Regions from separate parts of the Macaca mulatta genome. Here region 1 is linked to region 2. A link is a contact called in public Hi-C data. All regions are on one chromosome and are shown on one strand. The core of a region is the stretch at or near the end of the contact, and the rest is flanking DNA. Distances in the headings are between cores, read along the strand shown. Region 1 holds the start of TOP3A (DNA topoisomerase III alpha). Region 2 holds the start of FLII (FLII actin remodeling protein).

Region 1 (2,857 bases), core at 271-2,770, 56 kb after region 2:
AGCCCGTTCCATTGAGGGAAGTACACCAATGGAAAGGAGCCTGGGCTGCTGGAACCTATTCCCTATGGATTCATGGCATGGTAGGTTAAAAATAGATAAATACAAGACCTCTGAATTGCTTAGAAAAAAGAAAGAGAGAGAGAGAAAAAATGAATTCAGCAGAGCCTTGAAGGATAAGAAGTTAGTGAGGTGTAGGACGACCATTTTTCAAGAGGCCCAGAGCCCTAGAAGTAGACAAACCTTGGGGCTGGTCACCAGGACTTCTAGCACTGGAAACAGGTAAAGCTGTCAGCCAACATTCACACAACCCTGGCTCCACTCCCACTATCCTTGAACTGGAAACGCGTCTTAGGACCCCGGGAACTAAAGAAAAACGAGCAAGGAACTTCCACCCACGCTCTTAGAAAAGAACCATTTCAGGATCTACTTTTGTTATCTGAGATATTTTCCTGGACAGCTCTTTATGTCTCCCGTGGCACCTCCTTTATGAAACTTTTTCTTATCCTCCTTTGGTTTGTGCCTCCCGTGTGTGTGTAGAACACATTCTTACCACTTACCTCTCTCAGAATCAGTTCATCATCTCTAATCCCCAAACCTTACCGTGTTGCTGTCACTGTGTACTTTGAGGCTGGAAAGTCACAAGGGCTGTAGAACACAGTGGCTGTGGCACAGGATGGGGAGGGCTAGGTTGGCTGGGGAGCGATCGGGCAGGGCTTGAACGCCAAGTTAAGGGAATCTGGTCAGTAGTCCCCAAATGAATTTCTGAATCTCGAGGGAAGAACAGTAAAATACAGACTTCCCCAACCTCACACAAGACCCAAAGGGCAGCCAGTGCCCGAGGCGGTTCCGAGAATCAGACAAGTTTGGGAACCTGCTAAGGGCAAGGAAAACAAAAGGTTTCCAAGCAAATGAGTGAAATATCTCAACTACGTTTTAAAATGCACTCCGGTCGGATAGCAGACAGCAGGCCACCGCAATAATCCAGATGAGGGGCGGTGAGGCCTGAGAAATGGGAGATAATCGCCTTCATCTCGATTCACGGCGCCCACCACGCTGTCCGGCTCGGCGGGCCTCCCTTAAGGCACGTAGCTGATCGGAACGCGCTTTCTTACCCGCCTCATGCGACCGTTGGACAGCAGGTCGGCGATCCCCTTGGCCGCGTCGTTTTTTTCGGCCACACAGAGGACTTTCCGCACGCCTCGGAGGGCCACCTCCATGGCGGCGCGGGAAAAGGCACGGTCTCCGGGCTGTCGCAGCCACCGGAGCGCGGAACGGAGGACAGGAAAGATCATCCTTAGGCCCCGCGCCTGCAGCCGCTCCCCGGCTGCCGGCGCATCCTTGGGAAGCCAGAGGCGATGCTCAACTGGCGCCCACCGAAAAGGAACTAGAGCCTCGCTTCGGTCACGTCCCCACCAGCCTGCTGGCTTTTGGAGCTTCAGTCACTTAGTCTTTTCCGTGCTGCAGCCGCCGCCTCAGCACTGAACCCAGTACCTTGGCGTGGAGCTTCCGCCCGCCTTCTCCAGCCACTTCCGCCAGGCGCGCGCCCCACAGCGACCTGGAACTACAAATCCCAGACTGGCCCGCGCCCCTCGTCCAAGCACGTTTCCCCCTACCACCTCCCCGACTCACTCCGCCCCACTTTCCCCTCCTTCCCAGCAGTGGTTGGTTAATCACACTCCTTCTTGGGGGAAGCCGCCGGACACCCCCATCCAAGGCCTTCTCTTTCTCATGACTTTATTTTCTCCTGCTCGGAAGTCTACGAGGACGCTTCCGGGTCACGCGGCGCCGACACCAGGAATCATGTGACACCAAGATGGCGGCGCCGCGGTAGCTGAATCCGGGTTGTGGCGTCCTAGGAGCCGCGACGGTTTCTGCCCTCGGGCAGTGAGGGGCGGCAGCGCTTGGCTGACCCCTGCGGCGTCCCGTAGCCTCGCGTTAAGCCTGGTTCAGAGCGAGGGCTGTTGCTTGTCGCGGTGGGTTTCAGGGAGTGCAGGTGACCTCGCTGCAGGTTTCTTGTGCTGGCCGCGCTCGCCGGAGGAAGAAGAGGGCATTTGGGCCTGCGGCCTTGGCGTTCATGAGGCCTCCGAGAGCTCCGGAGGAGCTACAACTCCGAGGGGGCGGCTAGAGTTCGAGTCCTCGGGTGCGTGAGAAGCAGCCTAGGACCCCGGGTTCGGGGAGTCGCAAAGGCGGTAAGGGCTTCGCTTCCTTCTCCGGAGGCCTGCTTTCTGCGCGTCGATTAACCCCGCATTTTTTCCCACTTCCTCTCAATGTTTTCTTCATACATCTGGAAATATGATCAGCGCCCCTGACGTAGTGGCCTTCACTAAAGAGGAAGAATATGAGGAAGAGCCTTACAATGAGCCGGCCCTGCCTGAGGAGTACTCGGTGCCGCTTTTCCCCTTCGCCAACCAGGGTGCTAACCCCTGGTCAAAACTGTCTGGGGCCAAGTTTTCGAGGGACTTCATTCTTATTTCCGAGTTCTCTGAGCAGGTGGGACCCCAACCGTTACTCACTATCCCCAATGACACCAAAGTTTTTGGCACTTTTGATCTCAATTACTTCTCCCTGCGTATCATGTCAGTGGATTACCAGGCTTCCTTCGTGGGCCATCCTCCTGGATCTGCCTACCCCAAGCTGAACTTCGTGGAGGACTCCAAGGTGGTGCTGGGAGATTCCAAGGAGGGAGCCTTTGCATACGTGCACCACCTTACCCTATACGACCTGGAGGCCCGTGGCTTCGTGAGGCCGTTTTGCATGGCTTATATCTCTGCAGACCAGCATAAAATCATGCAGCAGTTCCAGGAGCTTTCAGCCGAATTTTCCAGAGCTTCTGAGTGCTTGAAAACTGGAAACAGGA
Region 2 (2,700 bases), core at 97-2,596:
GGGATTCCCCCCTCCAAGCCTTTGCAAAGGCCCCACCTGTACCCTCACCCTGCCATCAGCACACAGGCGATTCACACAGCCAGGGCCAAACTCTTGCTTGTGGAGACCGTGGCTCCCCACCCTGCAGGGCAGGGCCGTATCACTGCACTCCCCCAGTGTGTGAACGCCCACCTTGGCACCCAGCCCTTGTGGCACCAAGTCTGGGGCAGCACGTGCCTTCAGTGCCCGCGGCTGGTATTCCTCTCCCCCTGGGGCCACATTCCCAGCTGGTGACTCAGACTCTCCCAGTTCAGCAAAGAGGAACAGAGACCCCAGGTTAGGGTGGTGGGGATGGGGTCAGGGAAAAGTGGTGTGGACACTTGTACTTTGGGTCAAAGGTGTGTACACATGCAGGTAAACGCAGGAAAAACCTGCGTTTTCATTCTCGGCCCCAGACTGACAACCCAGGCAGACCCTGCCAGTCACCCACCCTGAAAGTGAGGCTGACCCTCCAGCCAGCTCTTCCCTCCTCTCTTTTTCTGCTTCCCCTATGGTACGGCGATGCCTGTCTCATTCCTGAGTCCTGGAACCACCTCCCGCCCCACCCACTGGCTACAGAGGGCTGGGCTCCGTCATTTTCTCTCTCAGTACAGCAGCTGCTCAGACCCAGCACCTGGCACACCCGCCTGACACACTCTCCACACCAACAAATCTCACTACACCCCTTGCATCCAAGGAGGCGACTTTTAAGCCCTTTCACCGGCTGAGAAAGCCCGGGCTCTGAGAGGGGAAGTGATCTGAGAGGCCCAGGATCACACAGGATGGCGGGTGGCGGTGGCGGGGAGAGGGCAGTGATGAGTCGGCTCCGCACCCGCCCCTGGGCGGCCAGGCCGCCATCCCTGAGTCAGGGCCTGGCTTGGGCGTGTGACCTCTCGGGGGCGGGGAGGCTCGCCCGACCCCCAGGCCACCATCCAGCCCAGACGGATAACACGGACACGGGGTGGGGGCTCCCGGCCGGGTCCCCGGCGGGACTCCGAGCCCAAGCGTCCGTCCTGGGCCTGCCCGGCCTCGGTCTCCCCGTACAGGCACCGGGCGGAGGCCTCGGAGGTCCATTCCTGGCCAGGGGAGAGCCCCACCCCCGCCCCGGCCGCAGTCCCGGGGACGCGCAGGGCCTGGAGCCGGGCGGGACAGGAAGCGGAGGCCAAGCGGGCCGGGCGGAAGAGAAGGCCTGCAGGGAGGCCCAGCACGCGCCCGGTCCAGCTCACCTTGAAGTCGTTGCCGCTGAGGTCCACGCCACGCACGAACGGCAGCACCCCGGTGGCCTCCATGGCGCCCCTCTCGCTGCCGGGCCGGGCAGGGCTAAGGAACGCCGGGGCGGGGGCGGTGCGGGGAGCCACGGGCTGGGCCAGCGCCGGCCCCGCCCCTTTAACCCGCCCGCGCCGGTCGCTTTCCGCCGGGAAGGGTAGGCTTTAGGCCTCTTAGGGCCTCAGTTTCCCCGTCTGTTCAAAGACTGCGGTGGCATCAAGGAGTGCTGGGCGTCTCCTGTGCAGGAGCTGGAGGCTTCCACCATCTCCAGGCTTAAGTCCCAGCGTCTCAGGGTAGGGGCCGTAACGGCCGCTGGGCCAGGCACCGTCCCCTGTACTGCTGCAGCACATGAAGCTGGCCCTGACCTCGGAGAGATTCTAAACCCAGGCCCCGGGTCGCAGGGGCCCAGGAAGTGCCTGTACTTGGCTGACCGGTGGTAGTGAGACACCTGGCTCCTCGGGTCCTAGCTCTCCAGCTTCTGGACTTCGTTTCCTCATGTGTTGTTTTTATTTTGTTGAGACAGGGTCTTCTTGCTCTGCCGCCCAGGCTGGAGTGCAGTGGTGTGATCATAGCTCACTGCAGCCTGGAACTCCTGGGCTCAGCCTCCCGATTAGCTGGGACTATAGGCGCAGACCACCACACCTGGCTAAATTTATTTTTGTTTTTTTGTAGACACGAAGGTCTTGCTATGTTGCCCAGGCTGGTCTTGATGTCCTGGCCTCAAGTGATCCTCCGGTCTCAGCTTCTCAGAGTGCTGGGATGACAGGCGTGAGCCACCGCGCCCTACCCAGTTTCCTCATTTGTAAAATGCTTCCTAAGATTGTCACCATAAGTAAATGAACAAAGAATGCACGTGTAGCCTGCAGCATACAGCAGGCGCTCAGTGAGTGGCAGGTTATTATTCCGTTTTGTTTTGTGTGCCAGGTTTATTATTCCCACTTAGTGTCAGCACCCCTGTGCTCGTGCCCCCCTACAAAGGGAGGGTCCAGAAGAGAAGCATCTGTCTTGGTCCCTGCTGTTCACAGGGGGCTCGCCCTGGCTGACACATAGCAGGACCCCGATAAATGAGCCACAGCTGTTATATGCCCAGCCATGCTTCGTAGGGGAGGAGGGGGTCTAGTGTCCCCATTTTACAGGAGAAAAACAGGCCCAGGTGGAGAATGGCCCACATAAGCTCGCACGGAGCAGGTGGCAGGGGTCGGCACTTTCGCCACACTGTGCCTCGCAGGCCCACAGTTAAGAACGAGGCCACCAAGACACTCTCTCGCAGAGGTGATCTAACAGGTTGGATGTGCCGGGCCTCTAGCCATGTGCAGCCTCTCTACCTGGCTCCTGGAAGGAACGGGGGCCCAGACAGCTTTTTCCACACCGGAGGCTCACATTACAACGCACAGACTTCCCGGAGGGCTGCCTGTC

The links. A called contact is a pair of places that touch in the nucleus more often than the background predicts.
Region 1: a Hi-C map of blood shows a contact between it and region 2, with 2.0 times the contacts expected there. The contact joins the promoter of TOP3A here to the promoter of FLII in region 2. A contact is called at or near these places in 2 of 14 Hi-C or Micro-C datasets (blood and liver).

Annotation. Positions count from the first base shown.
Region 1 is chr16:19,898,281-19,901,137 of T2T-MMU8v2.0, forward strand. TOP3A (DNA topoisomerase III alpha) reads right to left here and starts at 1,521. Exons shown (of 19, transcript XM_015118765.3): 1 at 1,113-1,521. The coding sequence starts at 1,292. SMCR8 (SMCR8-C9orf72 complex subunit) reads left to right here and starts at 1,801. Exons shown (of 2, transcript XM_001095753.5): 1 at 1,801-2,857. The coding sequence starts at 2,293.
Region 2 is chr16:19,842,726-19,845,425 of T2T-MMU8v2.0, forward strand. It overlaps FLII (FLII actin remodeling protein), which reads right to left and starts at 1,347. Exons shown (of 30, transcript XM_015118760.3): 1 at 1,245-1,347. The coding sequence starts at 1,307.